2 separate regions of the Zea mays genome follow, and region 2 is linked to region 1. The links are chromatin contacts, called in public Hi-C maps. All regions are on one chromosome and are shown on one strand. Each heading gives the region's core, a stretch centred on a gene start, on an enhancer-like site or on the middle of the called end of the contact. The rest is flanking DNA. Distances are from core to core; before and after follow the strand shown.

The links. A called contact is a pair of places that touch in the nucleus more often than the background predicts.
Region 2: a contact with region 1 is called in a Hi-C map of ear, with 2.5 times the contacts expected there. The contact joins the promoter of LOC100283186 here to the promoter of LOC100501715 in region 1. A contact is called at or near these places in 2 of 25 Hi-C or Micro-C datasets (ear and tassel).

The regions. Positions count from the first base shown.
Region 1 is chr7:11,674,518-11,679,218 of Zm-B73-REFERENCE-NAM-5.0, reverse strand. It overlaps LOC100501715, which reads right to left and starts at 3,206. Exons shown (of 2, transcript NM_001196385.1): 1 at 1,799-3,206; 2 at 884-1,708. The coding sequence starts at 2,720. The coding sequence ends at 1,668.
Region 2 is chr7:12,036,096-12,040,594 of Zm-B73-REFERENCE-NAM-5.0, reverse strand. LOC100283186 (C-Myc-binding protein) reads right to left here and starts at 2,953. Exons shown (of 5, transcript NM_001156088.2): 1 at 2,774-2,953; 2 at 2,170-2,242; 3 at 2,049-2,097; 4 at 1,792-1,915; 5 at 574-996. The coding sequence starts at 2,776. The coding sequence ends at 952. LOC103632036 (AUGMIN subunit 3) reads right to left here. Exons shown (of 18, transcript XM_008653893.2): 18 at 4,261-4,499. The coding sequence ends at 4,427.

The DNA.
Region 1 (4,701 bases), core at 1,957-4,456:
CCTGCATCTTTTATTGTTCATTCATTTCCCCTCTTTCACATGTTGCGAATTAGACATGTGAACCATGAATGAGTAATTCTCTGCAGAGGAACCTGAAAGAAAAAATAAAAAATAAAAATAGGCTACACCACACATCCCAGTAATTCTCGAGTCCGTCAAAGATTTGTGCTTGAGTGCAGATCGTCTAGCTAATGGCTCGGTGGGTGATTGCAGTTTCTGAAGGTGCGGCTGCATGCATGTGCGTGAGGAATGAATGATTGGGCAGCTGAGAGCAACCTTGCTTTGAACAGGAAGGCAGGCAGCCATTGTTTTCAGATAAGCATCAAGGCGACATCAGGCGTGCATGCGTGTTAGGTTTCGGTGGTAGGGGACGAAACGAAAGGCATGCCTGCCGCACTGGGCTCAATAACTCGCCTCGTCCAATGGCCATGTGTGGGCTGAAGGTCACTGTTCTGGCTTTCTGCAGACCTGGTGGTCTAGGTTCTGCTGCCGGTGCCCAATCATTTGTGGCGATGAGCTACTACAGCAAGGAACTGCATGTTCTGGAGGTTTTCATTTGTCGCAAAAAAAGTTGCGAGGAATTAATTTATTCAGTTTGTTGCTGGATTGTTTCTCATGAAGAAAAACAAAAAATTTCTGTCGTCAGTATAGGTTGTGCAGCTCTTTGACCAGGTTGCCATAAATAATTGAGCACCGGCAGGAAGAAAAAAAAACTAGACAGACATAAGTGATATCTTATATATCTACTCCCTCCGTTTCGTTTTAGTTATCGCTGGATAGTGCAAAATTGAACTATCCAGCGACAACTATAAAGAAACGGAGGGAGTATAACACAGTTGGGTGCAAAAGATGCTAGGATGACGTACAGTTGGATGGTTCTTCTCCTTTGCAGATAATGCCATGACCCACTGTTTCTACTGCAACCACAAGAAAAGAATGGCCTCCCTGACAATTTAAAGCCTGTGAAGGTTGCTGGAGCGAAGATTCTTCAGCGCCACTGATAATCGGGCCCAATCTCTACAAAATCGTTCCAAGATTACACTACCTTTTCTACCAGCCTTCAGCCCAAAGTGTCTAAGGATTTTTGTGAAGACACACACACACACAAAAAAAAAACAAGTACAAGATATGATGGCGATTTGAATTTAAGAATTTCCATCAAGGCTGGCCAGCTATCTTAAGAGTCCTTCAAGGTGAGATAGCTCTCCACTTGATTTGTAAAGAGCTAATGCATCTTCAACCCTTCCATTCTTAAAGTAGCCATCAAGCCAATGGAGACCATATGATCAAGTTGCTTAATGGACTCATCCACCTTCACATGGAAGCAATATCCATTTATCAGTATATTATATGAAATAACATCTGGTTTCACACCAGGGCGTATAGCCAGATCAAAGAAATCCTGTGCTTCCACAACACTTCCTTGCATTGGTTGTCCGTTATTGTGTTCAAGAATATGCAATCAGCATTGGATGGATGCCCCTATTGATCATTTCAAAAGTCAGTCCCCAACCTTCTTCCATTCACCAATGGTACAGAGACCATGTATTAGTGAGGTAAAACATACGATGTCAGGAGACAACCCTTCACTGACCATGCATCTGATTGAAATGGTACACATCATCCTCCACCCTGCCTGTCTTGCAAAGAATGTCAATTACCGTGCTTTAGCTGACTAAATTTGGCCTCAAACCATTCTGTCGCATCTCTGCAAACACAGCCATTGCCTTATCTACTGTTTCATGTTTAGCGTATGCATAAATCAAGATGTTGAAGACACGATGTTCAATTGGAATACCGTCTCGAATCATCAAATCAAGAAGATCATGCATATCAACAAGAGCTCCTTTGGTGGCGTACCCATGAAGCAAGCTGCAGTAGGTGGTAGCATTGGGTTTTTGACCCCTCCGAACCATTGAATCAAAGATACTCCTAGCTTCTGCGCATCTTCCAATCTTGCAGTAATAGTCAATCAGCATATTGTAAGTGACAACATTCAGTTGAAGACCACCTCCAGACATCTTTTTGAGTAGTCTCACTGCCTCTACCAACTGTCCTAAAGAGCAATATCCATGGATCAAGCTGTTATATGGCCTAGTATTTGGCATAACACCTTTATAAAGCATCTGTTGTAGGGATGCTTCAGCCTTGTCCATTGCTTGAGCCTTGCACAGGCCATCAATGACTGAGCTGTATGTCACAAGATCAGGTGGAAACCCCTGGCCCGGCATTTCATGAAACAGGAAGTAAGCTTTGTCGACCTCACCTTCTTTAAAGAGGCCATCAATGACTATGTTATATGACACCACGTCGGGAGAACAGTTGTATCCGCCATTGGCCGTCATGTGAAGCAGCAGCTCAAGAGCCTCTTGACTCTTCTTCTCGGCGCAGAGCCCCTTGATAAGAGCATTGTAAGAGAAAACATCAGGCGTATAGCCAAGCTCCGGCATCCGTCGGAACACCATATCCATCGCGTCACCAGTCCTCTTGCCATCACAGAGACCCTTGATTAGCTGGTTGAGGACCACGTTCTGCACCCTCCATCCTGTCCTGAGGAACAGGCCAAAGGCAGCGAAGGCGAGGTCCAAACGCCCAACATTGCAGAAGCAGCGGATGAGGATATCAGCGAGGTCCAAACGCCCAACATTGCAAAAGCAGCGGATGCGGATATCAAAGGCGCAAGCGTTGGTGGCCATCATATTGACGCGGGACCGGGCCATGGTATTGAAAAGGGACACCGCGAACGCGGCGCTCTGGCCTATAGGACAGTAGTGAAGGCGTGCACCGAGGCCTGTCTGGCCTGAGGAAGCAATTCATCGAACAGGTTGAGCGCGTCCTCTCGGCTGAGGCTTCTGGAGCGGTGCCGCTCTAGGATGATCCGCTCCAGCTCCTAGCACGTGCGGCGGCCAGAGCTGCCCCCTCGCCACATGCCTTGTAGGCTTGTACTCCTGTGTGGTGGGAGCGGCGGTGGAGTGGATGGGCCGAACGGCGCGGCACAGCGCAGCCAGCGAGCAACTGGGCGGCACAATGGTTGCGTGATGCACCTCCGCACCAGCCGTGGTCCCGTGAATCAGCGGCGTGCACGATTTGAAACGGCAGGAAGCTGGGATGGCGAGCGAGGTGCACTCGCCATGTTTGCCGAGCGGGAGATCGGGGGTATGCGAAATTGGGAATCGAGGTGCATGCGTCATGCGTGTATGGTGCTGTTCGAGGCGTCCTCGGTACTAGGATTAATTTGTCCTCTATAGGCTGATTTGGTGATTAGGAATCCCTATGGACTAGTTTGGGAGCCACAAAACCGGAGGGGATTGGAGTGGCTAAAATTCCCTCCTTATATAATTTTGAATAAAGAGGGGATTTTAGCCACACCAATCCCCTCCGGTATTTGGACTCCCAAACTAGGCCTAGAGGATCCATGAGTCCTCTTTAATTCAATTTTAAATAGCAAGAGGATTTTTTTCCTTTCGGGATCCTCGATCACCAAATCAGCCTTATAGGTGTACATTTGTGTCGTGTCACGGTTCAGGCACGAAATAGTTTAGTGCCGGGCCGGGTTTGGACCGAGGTCACGGCCTATGGGCGGGCACGAGCACGACCTGTTTAAGGCAGACACGAAATGGCCCATATATCTATACTATATTTAAAACACCAGTTTCAACAGTCGTCACGCGTCATTTTTTACAAATAACACCTCACAGCTATTTCAAATTAATCTGCTGCATTTCAAATTAATCTGTTGTATGACTATACTATATTTAAAACATCAGTTTCAACGGTCGTCCTGTATAATTTTTTTACAAATAACCCCTCACATCTATTCCAAATTAATCCGCTGCACGCCTATAGATGGCCAAACGACGGCCCGACACGGGCCAGACGCCCGCAGGCCACAACTCTGGCCCAAGCATGTCATGCCGGCCTACTGACTATGTCGGGCTAACGTCGGCACATTTGATTTCGAACCCATGCCCTATAATGGAAGAATGGCAAGAGACATTGGATGAAGCTGTCTAACCAGTAGAACATCATGCTCAGATGTTTTTAATATTAAATATAAATTGTATATATGTATATACTTTTTTTGTAAAATAAAAATATATAATCGTGTCGGGCCAGACCAGCACTACGGACCGAGGTTACAACCCAAGCACGGACTACGTTCTTGACTCTTGCAAACTCTTGCAAGCATTAGGTCGTTTCTAAGATCACATTGGCGCAATGGACTCTATGGTGTTTGAGGTTACTGGATGGAGCAACAATGATTTGTCACACTAACAGTAAAATGAAAAATTATTTGTTGGTTTAAATGTTAGTAATTGCTACGAATTAGCATAATTTATATAGAGTGCATCCAGTTTTTATTGATGTCTGACTTTAGCAATCACTCCATATTTTGATCTATCTTTTTATAAGTTTGTGTTCATGCGACTTATTTTAGAAACTTGAGCTCACAAACTTTTCTTAGTTGGTCTCTGTATGGTGGAATTATATTATTTTATATTTTTTGTCCGTTCAGTCAGTCGTTGTGAACTCTCTTCTAATCGCTCACTTCATTTATCGTGTTGTACCAAGACATATTGCATGGAGTAAACAATAACATCAGTTAACCAAATCAAAAAAATTATACGGAGAGCGGAGACAATAAATAAAAAATCTTAATTTTTTTGGTGGATAGTTTACGTGGGTATTGTTGTAAGCCGT
Region 2 (4,499 bases), core at 1,704-4,203, 360 kb before region 1:
TTTTGCGTCACTCTTGTACTCTTGCTTTCCTTCAAGCCGAAGGTACATTTGTAATTTGTTATAATTTCTATAATGATAGAAATAAAAATGAATTAATGGTAATATTTAAATATTTATGACATTTCTCATATTTTATGCGAATGCCCTTTTTATTATTTATTATACTGATGAAGGTATGTCCTTCATGACCTTCGTCCGAAACTCATTATATTCTAAGGGGAATAATGTTTAGAAGGACGAAAGACTTTAACGTTTAACGATTTCTGTGTTGCATTGTTCTTAATTCATAGCATTTAAGGACAAGTCTCCAACAATGATAAACTGGTAGATTATATAATGGTATAGACTAATAGACATATATTGTAAAATATTATTGAGTATAATTTTATTTTTCCTAAATCTGGACAGTTGTCTTGAATCTAGAACATTTTCCCTGTAGAAAGTAGATCATTGTTTTTTTATCCTAGAACTTTGCCTTGTATCATAAAAAATATTTCTATCGACGAACGGTTAATCCGACCATCACCCTTTAGCATTGCTCACAGATAACATTTCTTTGAGCATGTTTTTATTCGAAATTTCCCAACGATCTTGACACGTATCGTTGCACGCCATATCTCTTCCACTGAAATCTACTAAAATCTGCTTACAAGCCATGCCAAGAGAAGTCTCAAGTCAATAGACCACACTCTTTGTCGATACTGTATTACTGGTTAAACAATTGCTCATGGTTCAACTATGATAGTTGTCACATCCTTTATCCTGCATTGGTGATATCTGATACCTGGGACCTACAGTGAGTTGGGTGTCTTCATAATCCAAAAGGGATCCAGATGGCTAAAATCAGATACATGAGAGATGTTTCCATTGTATAAAGAGCTTAGCAATGCTTCAGAGAGGTGTAAAAAGTACATGCTTCATGATACATTTACAATGTCAACACACGTTATTTCAGTTCCAGGGTGCACCGTACTTCATATTCTTAAGTTCCTCCAGCTGCAAAATGAGATAGACATCAACAACTGATCCATGCCATATTCACTTTTGTTGAAATCATATGTGAATTCTGCTTGGTATTCACAACAAAATTGTGATATCATAACTGAAATTTACAGAACACCAGATGAATGTCATCTTGTGTTCAGAACATACAAGCCCCCCACCCCCCCAAAAAAAACATAGGGCTTTGCAAGTCTAGAATGCTAACAGACATATGAGGAAACAACACAAATAAGTTAACTAGAACTTAGAAATCCACAGGATAAACTGGTTCAGAAATGCCATCACTCCTTGCCGCAACCTACCTCTCAATCTAACTAAAATTTTTATGCATAGAACCAAAACACAAGAATGATGACTTGAGGAGAAAAACCTGGCCTTGCATGACAGAACACTTTTGCCAGATCACAGTGTGATGAAAATGAGTTTGTTTTTTAAATGTATATTGGTATTTCTACATCCAAAAACATCCAATTGGGTCAGCTGAACATTATGCAGTCTAGTGGAATTCAGAACATCCCGCACTTAAGTTAAAGACAGAATTGTTGCTATGAGTACATTATTGGAGTGCAGGAGTTTCATCATCAAATAAGCAGAATTACTTCAAACAAGCAGTAAGCTTTAAGACAATAACAACTAACCCTTCTTAATCATACATGACATTTCTGTGGAGTATCTATATCCACGTACGCAAATTTGGTGAAAGTTGTAACACCAAATGCTACTGAACATTAAGTGTGCCGTGTAAATAGACAGAGTAGTGTACAGTGCCAACACAGTAACATCGCATACCTGTCTGCATGTTTCCTTGTGGGTCTCTAAAAGCTTATCATACTTCAATTGCAAGTCCAGCTTCTCTGCCTTGAGCTTTTCATAGTCAGAGATTGACGGGCCACCCAGCTTCTGCTGAACAAATCTATGGGGATACAAACATGTTAGAAGCCACAGGAGAAATGCTTAGGGGCCACTGAACCAAGATCGCCATTTCGTGAACGAAATACGGAAAAGGAAATCTCAGTCGCTAGTAGATTTTACATGAGCCAACTTACTCGACTGCAGATGAAGGCTTATCGTTCTCCTCGTACAGCGCCACAAGAGCTGCATGGGAAGATGAAGATGTAACTAGCCAGTTACATAACCATAGTGATCTACAGCGGATGGAGCACAAACCTTTCGTGAGGGTATCGAGCACGCCACTGGATTCAAGATACTTCCTGAACGCTTCTTTCTTGGCTTCCCTGTCCTGTAAACCAAGTCATAAACATCACGTTGGGAGGCGAACGCAGCACGAAGCAATAAGCAATAAGCAGAGTCGTGGGTTAGGTTGGGCTTTGTCTACAGCTTACATGCTGTCAATTCCAATGGTTAGGAGTACTTGTTTGCAGGGAAAAAGGAAAGCTTTGTTTATCCTGGGCCTAAAACTCAAGAGGAAGTGAAACTACTACAGTCTAGAGGAAATCAAGCCGCATGCAGAACAATTGGCAGCAGCGACCAACTAATCGCTCCACATTGGCTCGCGCTCTCCCGTCGCCGTGAGGAGACCTGGACCCCTGGGGCGGTTTCCTTGGCCTGCTGGCTCGCCGCACCTGGCACTAGCGCACCTCTGCGTCAGGTTGCAGGCTTGCACTGCATCAGCAAGCGTGCGAACTCTAAGGGAATGTTCGGCCCCCTATTTGGGTCCGTCCCTGCAACCTGCATCGAAGAACGGCAGCAAATGCAGGAGGGGGCAGGGGAGAGAGGGGGTGGTTTCAGAGGCCGAGAAAGAGGGCGGTACCATGGCGAGAGCAGATCCTGGACAGGCGCAAGCGAGAAGTTGTAGTTTGCGTCGAGGTCGGCGGAGCAAGGAGTTGCAAATGGCGAGAGCTTGACGACGAAGTGTCGGCCGGATCTGTACTGCCGCGAAGCCGAGTAAGTAGCTGGCTCATGTCCTCGACGAAGTGTCGGCATGTAGAATAGGTGTCTTTTTAGGGGCAGGTTCAGAACCGGCCAGTGAGATTATAGCCTCCGTCTAGCAGTCTAAGCAGCATTTAGTATTTTGTATTGATTTTAACATAGTCATATGAAGGAGATCCATGTTTACAGGATACAAAGGCATAATAGCATGCTGCAGGCTACCGACATGTAAGACACACGTTTGTAATTCACGTATCCTCTTTATGGTGGCTCCCTTCATTCACATTACGGCTATCTCTAGCCTCCTCAATATATAGTTCAGAACCCATAGTTCGGACTCATTTGATCTATTTCTGAATCCACCACTGACCACTATCTCAACTAATGCATGGCGCGTGCGCCCCTGTTTGTCCCAAACTCCATTTTTCTGCGTTCATGCGCATGCAACCAAAAGAATTTGATTTGGTATAAGATACACCCACACATGCAGGCTCAACCATTCTAATACAAGCATCCAATCAAAAGTTGCGGCATGGTCAACGCATACGCAGAACCAGGTTGACGAGTAGCAGGCAACCAATCAGACCGTATGTTTTTTTGATAAAGACACATCTCTTAGCTCGAGACAAAAGATATAGCTAATTAGTGCATTAAATTTATTGAATATTCTAGCTGTGACAACAAATATAGTAAAAACAAATTTTATACATGACTATATGTGTCTTAGCTATATCTTATGCTTAGAGTAGTTCCTACTGTATATTAAAGTTTATTACTATTTCTTGTAATCCCCACTCGATATTTCAATCACATAGCAAAACAGTAATTTAAGACCCGTTTGGATGTTTCAGTTTTCTACTAGTACTGTAGACCTGAGAGCATCTCCAACACGTTTTGTTAACATGGAAGATCAGGTCTCTAAGGACTGGTTTAATGGACAGAGAAATAGAAAGTATTCATGGAGAAGAAATTCTCAAGCTATTCAATTTTAAATAGTAAAGGAATTTCTTAATAGAATAGCAAGAAGATTCATCTTAATAGATCTCCATTTCACCGTACACCAAACCAGCCCTAATAGTTTGTCCTCGTCTTACTCCAACCGTTCTAAGACATAAGAAAACTAACTATTCAAATAGCAGGCTTTATCTTTTTAAAACAAGCAGGTGATTGATCCTCCCACTATAGTATAGTCTATAGGGCGTGCTACTTCTCTTTTTAAGCGCTCTCTCATTTTGGCGACAAACAATACTTCAAAGATTTGAGTAAACTATTTGAACGAATTACGCTTTTATCAACTGATACACTTCCTTTTATCAACTGAACACGCCGGGCCGGGTAAACCACAGACGATGTCTTATCTTAGTCAAAAAAAAAACTGTGCCGCGTGCTTTTGAATATATATATGCAAAAAACTGCACTTCCAGTCGTCCAGACACGAGAAAAAGAAACGAATAGGCAATGAGACACGATGCCCGTTTGAAAATCGGAGGGCCAAGGGTTCCTCCACCCATCTTGGCAAATGAAATGGACGGTACTACTCAGGGAGAGCTCTAAAGCGGGAGAGCAGCTCTTCCACTCGATTCTCGAGTCGTTCCGGGTGGCAGAAG